Regions from separate parts of the Rattus norvegicus genome. Here region 1 is linked to region 2. A link is a contact called in public Hi-C data. All regions are on one chromosome and are shown on one strand. The core of a region is the stretch at or near the end of the contact, and the rest is flanking DNA. Distances in the headings are between cores, read along the strand shown.

The links. A called contact is a pair of places that touch in the nucleus more often than the background predicts.
Region 1: a contact with region 2 is called in a Hi-C map of prefrontal cortex, with 2.9 times the contacts expected there. The contact joins two enhancer-like sites. A contact is called at or near these places in 2 of 12 Hi-C or Micro-C datasets (frontal cortex and prefrontal cortex).

The regions. Positions count from the first base shown.
Region 1 is chr2:44,067,175-44,072,482 of GRCr8, reverse strand. No RefSeq gene overlaps it. Among named protein-coding and RNA genes, the nearest start is that of Plk2, 370 kb to the right of the region's middle. Within about 2 kb of position 2,167, at least 7 of the 93 cell types and tissues checked have an H3K27ac peak or open chromatin away from gene starts, as enhancers often do. A contact at or near this core is called in prefrontal cortex, where this site is marked.
Region 2 is chr2:43,936,580-43,942,087 of GRCr8, reverse strand. No RefSeq gene overlaps it. Among named protein-coding and RNA genes, the nearest start is that of Plk2, 240 kb to the right of the region's middle. Within about 2 kb of position 1,942, at least 41 of the 93 cell types and tissues checked have an H3K27ac peak or open chromatin away from gene starts, as enhancers often do. A contact at or near this core is called in prefrontal cortex, where this site is marked.

The DNA.
Region 1 (5,308 bases), core at 918-3,417, 130 kb before region 2:
CCATCTGTGTGGTACTCTCACAATTGTTAATATTCTACCATGGTGGGTGAATCTGAAGGGAAATGGTAGAAGATGCAAGTTGACAGCATCACAATTTCAAAACATGAAATGCTTGGGGTAAGAGTTCTAGAAAGAAGCTGCAGGCAGGGAGCAAGTTTTGCAAGGTACCTTTTGAGAAGGCATTCTTGCTTAGACTGTAGGCTTCACTGAGTTAGTGGAAATTATTAGAGATGCTGTCAACTTCCTTACCCAGCAAAGACAACCCTTGAGCCATAGTCTGTGTTAGCATTCTGTCTAAGCTCCATACCCACATTTACCTGGTAACAGCCAGGTATGCCTGACTCTATAAAAGGAGCTGCTTGCCCCATCTCTTTTTTTTTTGTTTTCTCTTGCTCTCTTGCTCTTACTCTCTTTCCCCTTTGTCCCCCCCTCTCCCCATTCCCCTCCCCACTTCTCTCCATGTGCTTATGGCCACCTCTACTCCTCTATTTCTCTACCTCCCTTTCCCTCTTTCCCTTCCTCCCCCCACCCCTGCCATACTACCTTCTTAACTCTTCTTCTCACTCCCTGAATAAACTCTGTTCTCTACTATACTGTCTTGTGGCTGGTCCCTCAGGGGAAAGGGGTATCTCAGCATGGGCCCACTGAGGTACCCCCTTTCCTCATACCTCCCCACACCTCCATAGAACATAATTCTTCCCTTTTTATCTTTTTATAAACACATCAGTCTGAACTACCCTTCTCATTTGCTTTGTTCTAAAAGCCAAAGATTCCTGGCATGATTTGACACAGTATACTGTCACAAGGTTTCATGAACAGAAGAACATGGTAAGTTTCTGTCTATTGGATCCAAAATCTACTGTAAGAATAATTTTAAAAAGTAAGTCTCTAAACACCATAAGGGTGCTCTGAGGGTTAACTCTAGTGATTTGATTATGGCACCTTCTTAAAATCTGTTCTGACAGCGGCTCAGCTAACTAGCATTTGAAGAGGGTTGCTTTAGCCGAAGGACTGGTGCATAAACAGACACAGGCTTTTTTCATGTCAAATCTATAGCTAGCTATTGCTGCAACAATTTGTCTAGCCTCACAAAGTGTTTCCCAACCTGTGGTATATTATCTAAATTTGGAAGCGGGACTATAATTATACCTGTGGGTCACCTACCTTCTCTCCTGAGGTTTTCTGAAGATGACTGGGTTAACCACAAAACCAAACAAAACCACAAAAATACTTTTCTAAGAAAAACATTTTCTCTCCTTCCCAAACCAATTTGGTTATTTTAGATTAGTGAAAAATAGTAAGAGCATTCCATGGTTGGCTTTAGATCAAGGCTTAACCCCCAATGATCTATTTAAATAAGAGACTATGTGGCTCGTGGGATAAAATGTTTGCTACAGAAGATGAAAAGCATCTACATACTAAAAATATATTCACTTAATATATAAGATAGAAGTATCTTAAATACATACATATACAGAATAAATATAAATCTTGAAAGCTTGTTTGGTAAGCACTGGTTATAGCATGTTTGTTATGTAGAAAAAGAAATCTCAGGTTAATCATCTGCATAAAGATTTGACAAGGTAAAATTATATGTGTCGTTTATGTAAGATGTCACTTGGAGCAATTTCTTTTCAAATCTTCACCTTTCAGGTAGAAAAAAAAAAACTGTTCAGTTCCTAAGACCCAATGGCATGATCTCCCACTTGTTAGTGTTAAGCTCAAGCAACTTCGCTCACATTTATTCTTGGGAAAGGAGTTTGGAATGAAAAAAAAAGAAAAAATGGAATATAGGGCCAAAGCAAAACATAGGTGTGAGGTACTAAGAAACAAATCTGAGGATAGCCACAATCAAGGAAGAAATGGGTTTTGCTGAGCTGTGATACAACGGAATAACTGACATTATAAATTCTGTAGTTATCAGAGGTTGCATGGGTCCAAACAATGGAGGATTATGTGGTTTGAGCTTAGGGTTCTTAGCAGACAGTGACACATTTCAGAGTGACATCCTTCAAAAAGCTGATAGTGGGGTGCACTGTGGGAGCCCAGATGCAAAGGCCAGATGGAGCTATGAGCATAAGCGTTCAGTTTTGCCATATATAAACTGAGCCGTCAGATGTGAATAAGTTCTGAATGTTGTTTTCCTTCCAAGTAAAACTCAAGACTTGAGAATTTAATCTGCCGTCTCTGCTTTGAAAATGAAAGCCTACAGATTGCGAAGGCTGACTGGTGGCCCCTCTCTCTCTCTCTTTCTCTCTGCTTTCTTCTTTATATTCTTATGTAACAGCAAGCTCTTCCAAAAATAGATGATACAATTTTCACATCAAAGGTTCACGGCAAAATTCCTACAGATTTAAAGAATTTTCTTCCTTTGAGGAGAAACAACATTGCCAGTGGCTGTTCTCCAACAATAAAATTTGTTCATGAGTCCTTGGTGATACAATGGACACAATGAGGAAAGGAATATGTTCAGAGGCAACAGATGCTCAAGAAAACCTCGGATTTAGTCTGCACATTCAGCAGCATGGCGCCGTGCTTTAGAAACCTGAAATATAAAAGCATCCATCTATTCAGACATTCATTCATTTAACCACTTTTACTGCATAAAGATTGCATGCCAAACACAGTGTCAAGACCTAAGAATGTGTTTTCATCAGGTTTTCTTGCACAAAACATCATGACTAAGAAGTAAGTTGGAGAGGAAAGAGTTCATTCTGCTTACATTTCCACATTGCTGTTCATCACCAAAGGAAATCAGGACTGGAACTCAAACAGGTCAGGAAACAGGAGCTGATGCAGAGGACATGGAGGGATGCTGCTTCCTGGCTTGCTCAGCTTGCTCTCTTATAGAACCCAAGATTAACAGCCAAGGGATGGCACCACCCACAAGGGACCTTCCCTTCTTGATCACTAATTGAGAAAATGCCTTACAGCTGGATCTCAATTCCTCAAGGGAGGCTCTGTTCTCTGTGATTAACTCCAGCTTGTGTCAAGTTGACAACAAAACCAGCCAGTACAGAATGCAAAATTAAAATAAATCATCGACATCCAAAAAGCTCTACTATAGTTGTTATAGGACAAGATATCTATTATTCCAGTACTGGAATATAATAAAAGCTATATCAGAAATACGTAGGATTTTAGTGAAGAGAGATTGGGCAGAAGCAATTAATAAGGAGATAGTGATATGAGAATTAGAGATTGGTGGAGAGAAAGGCATCGTAACATCTAAAATTATATCAAATGGGAGAGGAAAGGGGCAAGCTCTTAATGGAGTCCCTTGTTTTCCTCGAGGTAAAATTTTTTTTCTCCTTTTTGTCAAGCTTGAAAAGGTAGAGATCAAAATGAACTATGTCTTAATCTCTTTTCATAATCTCTAGTATCGGGTATTTTATGAAAATCTTTTATTGGAAGATCACCCAATGAAATAGCTACGATGAATTGTTGATGTTCTTGAGAGAAGTGATTAATGTATAGATCAGCCAGCTTGATGGTTTCTCTTAGATGGTTTCTTTCGAACTGTTCTAGTGCTCTGAGGAGATACCGTGACAAAGGCAGCTTACTGAAGAGACCATTTAATTGGAGACTTGCTTATAGTTTTGTGCTAGAGCAGTACCTAAGAGTTTACATCCATATCTGCAGGCAAGAGGTAGAAAGGACGAGATTGGGCTTTTGACACCCTCAGGGTCACCTCCTCCAACAAGATCACAACTCCTAATCCTTTGTAACAGTTCAACTAAGAACCAGATATTCAAATATATGAGCTTATGAGGACCACTCTCATCCAAACCACCACATTCCACTTGCTGACCCCCACAGCCTTGTAACCATATCATAATGCCAAATGCATTCAGTTCAACTTCAAAGACTGTTAAAATACCCAAAGTCCCTTCTGAGACAAGGCACTGTCTTAACTGCTACCCCTGTAAATTAGAAAATAAATAAATAAATAAATAAATAAATAAATAAAAACAAAAGAGCAAACGACAGATTCCAATAACAATGTCACAGAATATGCATTGCCATTTACAAATGCAGAAAAGGGAATATGATGAGAAAATACTGGACTAGAGTGAGATGAAAGGTCCAGTAGCACAAACTCTGAAGCTTGACTTAGATGCCTCGAATTCCTCCAGCTTTGTGGACTACAGCACACTTTTTCTCTCTCGGGCTTTTTCCACTTTCTGTCTGCAGTGTTCCTTGGCATGTATCCCAAGAGTACAGTACCTCCGACATCTTGGGGACTCTGCGGTCCAGGCATCACCTTCACAGCGTCACACAATGGCCTCTCTGGACCTCCATGGCAGCAGCACAGATGGCCTCAGCAGTTGTCTTTAACCTTCATGGAAGACTCTGCAACCCCTGTACTTCTGTACTTTTCTTGATGAGTCTAGAATCTTGAAGCTGCCAACTTCTTCTGCTGGCTTGGGATGGACTTTGCAGTTTGCAGGATTAGCTGGATGAGGACTTGCCCTAAGGGTACCACTCCCTTTATTCATTCCCTCAAGCTTGAACTCTTCTCTTTTGAACAGAAGGCTTAGATCCAACAGCGATGCTCCTTATCTCTGAAGCTGTATGTTTTGTATTTATTTTTAAATCTGCACAAAAGTGCTTACCAATAACTGTGTGACATATTCAGTACCAGGTTGTTTTGGAACCTCATCTGCTAATGATATTAGTACAATACTCTTCAATTTAGCCTCAGGGCAGAGTCTTAGGATAAGGGCACAAATCAGCTATAGTCTTTGCCAAAATATCACAAGAATGGTATCTAGGCCATTGGCTAATATTCTTTTCTTCTTAAACCTCTTCAGCTGGGCCTCCATAGTCCATCCTGCTGCCTTCTAAGCTTCTACTATAATGGCCAGTTCAGCCCCACTTACAGTGTTCAACTGCTTTCCTAATCTGATGTCCCATAGACACATTGCACCCATAAGCAGCATGCACAACAACAACCCAGTGCCTGGTACCATTTTTTGTGTTAGCTATTGTTCTATTGTGTGAGTAGGTGACATAGCAGAGCACTAGAAGAGAGCATTTAATTGGGACCTTTCTTATAGTTTCAAAAGAATGGTAGGGAACATGATGGCGGGCAGGCAGGCCTGTCACTCGAGCAATAGCTGAGAGCTTACACATTTTGATCTGTATAAAGAAAGGAGAGAGTGAGTGAGAGAGAGAGAGAGAGAGAGAGAGAGAGAGAGAGAGAGAGAGAGATCAAAACTGGATCCCGGAGACACCGCCGGAACCTGAAAGAAACAGACCGGATAAACAGTTCTCTGCACCCAAATCCCGTGGGAGGGAGAGCTAA
Region 2 (5,508 bases), core at 693-3,192:
AAAGAATAAAATCATGACACTTGCCAAAAACAATGGAATTAATTATATTAAGCAAAATAAACTAGACAGAAGTCAACGTTCTCTCACACGGCCTTTCATTAGCTTAAAAGAAAGTGAAAAGAAGGGGCCAACTTTGGAGGAGGGGTAGGGGAAGAAGAGGAGGAGGAAGAGGAGGGTTCAGTAGAGAGGGAAGGATTGGCTGCATCTTGTACATGTGTGCATCTTGTACATGTCTGGAAGTCATAGCCAAACCATTGCTCTACACAATAACAGAGAACGATGGTAGTGCTGATAAGGAACCTCCCTTCTCTGCCTGTACCTTCCCACTTTTCCACACGGCCTTTATTGTATAAGCCTTAAGAGGGATGAGGAGATGGATGCTCCTTCCGTTGACCCAGGACAGTTGCTCTAGAGAGAGGAGGAAAGCAGAACCCGGATGAGGCTGGAGGCAGAAACAGTCAGGAAAGTTCTGAAATGTCATATGACCTGTTAACTAAAGTTGTACAATTATTATTATTATTAACTTAATCTTCCACCCACATTTAAACAAGCAACTCTTATTAAACTCAGTGGGCTACATACAAAATGAGACATGTAGGCAAGAGGTTGACTGAAGAAGAAGGGTTGTAGATGGACTGTGAGGGCCATGGAACTGGGAAATAACAACAAAATGTAAATGTATGAAGAAGTTTTATATTTTATTTTATATTTTATTATATATAATCAATTATATTTAATTACACATTTTATATTATATATTCATAATATACTATATAAAACATATATCTAAATATGTGTTTAATTATATATTAATTATACATTAAAATAATATATTTTATATTTGATTATAAAATAAAATCTATATTTAAAAAAAGATTTTAAATCTATATTTAAAAGTATAACTTTCAAATTTGAAAGAGACTTTAGAGGTTATCCAATCTAGTCTGATTCTCTAATGAGGATTTTTTTTTTAGTTTCCTGAATAGATCCTGATTGTGAGAGAACCACCACTAAGACCCACTTGATCAGACCATTCTGTTACATTACCTTTTGTTACACATGAAAACCTTCCCAGGCCTGACAGAATCTCACTGAGGAATGCCCGGTGGCTCTCACCTTGGAGAAAGAATACTTTCCATTATCTGTGTGGGCTACATTTCTCTCCAGACCCTCCTAGCATCCTTGTAGCCATAGAGATAAAACTACTGGCATTTATATACAGCAATACCTAGCATCCCGGCATTGGTAGGTTCTCAATAAATGCATGATAATAGGTAGGAATAAGAGAAAGATAATTTGCATTTGTTTGGGATCCATGAATATGTTCATGCATATTCACTAATCAGGATGAGTTAGCCTTATATAACAGAGAACCCTAGTGTTTCCATGGTAATCTTCCATTTACCAGCAGCAATGGGTTGAATCCTCATCCCCCAAAACCTTCTAACAATTCTCCAAAGTTTAGTCTGCTACAATCTCTTTCTCCTCTGACCTAGAACCAGGGGCTTAGTTTAAGTGTCCAAACAGAATTGACAGAGGGCTGCCTTCCCCTTTCCACCTTACCTATACTTCTTCATTTCTTTTCCATGCTTCAATGTGTCACTGGCAACCTGTTAGTAATGCTGCAGGTGTCCTGGTTCTGAAGACACAGCAGCGTTTGGCCATGCACACAAGGAGTACATTCAGGGCCACCACTCTATATGACAGTTCAGACAAAGGGCATGGGACATGTGTCAGGGCAGCCATCTCTACTGATGCAGTCCACAGGAGCCTTTGTAATTGTGTCTGTGCAAAGAAACAGTTTGGCTGGCATCGAGCTTGCTATAATTCTCTGATCCTGTGTCAACCCCCCCACTTCTGCTCTCCCTCCTCCTCAGCAGCCTCCTCCTCCATGCCACTGGTGCATTCATGCGTCATTTGCAACCTCTCACCGTGGCTGGAACATCTCCGCGTCTATGAATAGATTTAACAGCCTCCTTCACGCTTCCTCTTAGGGCTGGACTGACTCAGCTACCCTGAGAACAGAGAGCACTTTGATTGACAGCCGGCTTTACCATCCTCTGTTTCCACAATGTGAGGCAGGAAAGAGAATATGGCTTACAAGAAACCCTCCCGAAATAATAAATCCAGCCCAGCGAAAGAACAGAGAAACAAAAAGAAACACTGTTCCAGCTAGGACGCCGGAGTAGGTGGTTGTAGATAAAATGATAATTTAGGATATGAAATTCACGATTTGAAAAAAAAAAGATTTGGCTTTGATCTAGAGATTAGAAATTGCTTCCCCTGAGAAAAGATACTTACAGATGCAATTTGCAAAGTAGCCAGGCAGAGGGAAACAGGATTCACAGCAGGCAAATCCAGGTCACCTGGGCTTACGTGATGAATACTTATTGTGTAGCACACTGAATTCACAGCTACTACCTTTAATTAGTAACAAGAACACAGTCAGTCATGGCAGCAGGCAGCTGCAGAACCTGCCGCTGGCCCTCAGAGGACCGGGACCATGTCTGGCTCTGGAGGACACAGCTGCTTTTCAAACCCTGAATGTGTGGGAACAAACCCGGCTTGAGATTTCTGTAGTCGGAAACCAACCAGGGAGGTTTTTCCAGAAAGAGATAAGTTCATGACTGTTTATTAATAGGACACTAGATTCACCCGATAGAAATGTTTGGTAGTGACTGCTTAATTGTTCTCAGGCAGTAATTACTGCAATTAAGAACCTGCAACATTGCAAAACCTCGTCTAGACTAGTATTAAAAAGAACCTGTTGGTGATTGCTTTTTGCTGGAGAGAACAGATAAACAGTGTACCTGTGAGTTGCACTCAAGTGTTTACAAGGAATCCATCCTCCGGGTCTTCTCCCCGACTAACAGCCTTGAACTTGAGGTATTCTGGGTAGCACAATCACCATGCAAGTGCATACAATGATCCCTTTATTAACCCATATCTCCAACATGTGCTACCTACCCTATTAAAAAATAAGGTGGCCATTCCCCCAGGAATGACTCCTAATAGTTTGGAAGCAAGTTGTTTCCTTCATCTGGAGATCCTACTTGGAAGCAAACTGAAATGAGAAAAGAGACAGTAGGGCTCAGAAGAATAGCAGGAAAGACCCTCATCTCCAAAGACAGTGCAAAGCCCAGCAAGCTCCCTGAGGAGGTGGTACCTCTTAAGAAGTCTCATCTGGGGGTTGGGGATTTAGCTCAGTGGTAGAGTGCTTGCCTAGCAAGCTCAAGGCCCTGGGTTCGGTTCTCAGCTCCGGAAAAAAAGAAAGAAAGAAAGAAAGAAAGGAAGGAAGGAAGGAAGGAAGGAAGGAAGGAAGGAAGGAAGAAAGAAAGAAAGAAAGGAAGGAAGGAAGAAAGAAAGAAGTCTCATCTGCTCATCTGCTTCTGTTTCTGTGACTCTGCCCCACTGCAGTCATTCTACTTGTAATTTCCCACAACCAGGCAAGTCCTTAACCCCTTCCTTCCAAAGCAGTGTAAGTGAAGAGTTAAGTTCACTCTCTCAACCCCATGCCTTCTTTTCTCAGGGATTCAGCTTCTCACACCCTTTCCAGTTCAGTGTGATGGACCATGTGAGCCCTCTCAGGCTGTTGCTTAGCGTGATGGCTGTGCTAAATTATGTGCTAAAGCCTCGGGGACAATGGACATAATCAGGTGTCTCTGGCATCAACAATAGGTATGAAGATGTTCTTTTCAAAAAGGAAACTTTTGAAAGCTTTTACTACACATGGTTTCTTTTATTGTAGTGATCTTGCATCAGTCAGGAGCATTTGCTCTAAGTAATATATTAACATTGCTACCAATTATTATTAGCTTAAGTTCGCCATTTCCACTGGGGTTCGTTCCACAGGAGTTTGGTCACATACGTTGGTTGTCATGAACACACTGTTGTGATACTGTACAGAATACTTTCATGGCACTGACTTCCCAGTACTCCACCTGCTAATGCGCACCCTCTAGCTTCTGTGTTATGGTTAATCTTCAAGGTCAACTTGTTTAGATTAAGTAATATTCAGGGTGTGACTCAGGCAAGTCTCTGGGTGTGTCTCTAAGGGTGTTTACAGAGAGGGCCAGCTTTGGGGATAGGATCTACACTGAATGTGGGCGGACCCATCCCATATGCTGTGGTTCTGGACTGCGCAAAAGGGGAAAGGAGAAAGTCAGCTAGTGAGGAATTCCTTTCTGTTTCCCAATCTTTTTAGATGTGAGCAAGCAGCCTCACATTCCTGCTGCCACACCCAGGGGCTGCTTCTACCCTAAGCTTCCCTCACATACAGTGTATTCTCTTGGTGGAAACCAAATGTGCCTTTGCTCTCTAAGTTGCTTCTTGTCTTATATTGATCATAAGGGCAAAGGGTAATTAATACACTGTAGTAATGACCTTCTTGACATCTCTATATTCTTTCCAGAATCCTGGTGTGCAGCCTGACATCTTAGGCTGATTATCTTTTGCTTTGCAATGTTATCATCCGTGCTGTGGTAGATTACCCTTTGTTATGAAGGACACTCTACTGTTAGGTTAATACACATTTATCTAGTCACCTATTGCAGGATATTCTAATGTGTCCACATATTGTTAACAGTGGCTAAAACTTTTACAAACACTCGTGTGAAGGCTTTTGGTGGCTACCCATTTTCAAATCATTTGGATGAATACACAAATGTGCAACTGCATTTCTGGCCTGAGTACAGCCCATTTTGTAGGAAACTGACCAATTGTATATGAAGTTGCTGTGCCTGTTTTCAGCCTCGCCAACAGCAAACAGGATTTTCAGTTACTCTGATTACTTTTTGAGAATGGTATTTGGGAAATAAAACACATAAAAGAAGTTGTGGTGTAGAACTAATTCAGAGTCCTCTAGCTGTTGCCTTGAGCTCCCTTTGCTATACACAGTGAGGGTGGTGGGGGTGAGCTGATAGAACTATGAACTAGGTAGTTTTTTCACTTGGTACTTATGAGCATATAAGAAAAATGAAGGTACTCAGGAAGGCTGAGCTTCATCGTGACTAATTAAAAATTAGGGTAATACTAGATGTACAGAACACATGAAACTCAAGACGGATGATCAAAATGTGAATGCTTCACTCCTTCTTTAAAAGGGGAACAAGAATACCCTTGGCAGGGAATAGGGAGGCAAAGATTAAAACAGAGGCAGAAGGAACACCCATTCAGAGCCTGCCCCACATGTGGCCCATACATATACAGCCACTCAATTAGACAAGATGGATGAAGCAAAGAAGTGCAGGCTGACAGGAACCGGATATAGATCTCTCCTGAAAGACACAGCCAGAATACAGCAAATACATAGGCGAATGCCAGCAGCAAACCACTGAACTGAGAACGGGACCATCGTTGAAGGAATCAGAGAAAGAACTGGAAGAGCTTGAAGGGGCTTGAGGCCCCATATGAACAACAATACCAACCAACCAGAGCTTCCAGGGACTAAGCCACTACCCAAAGACTATACATGGACTGACCCTGGCCTCCAACTGCATAGGTAGCAAT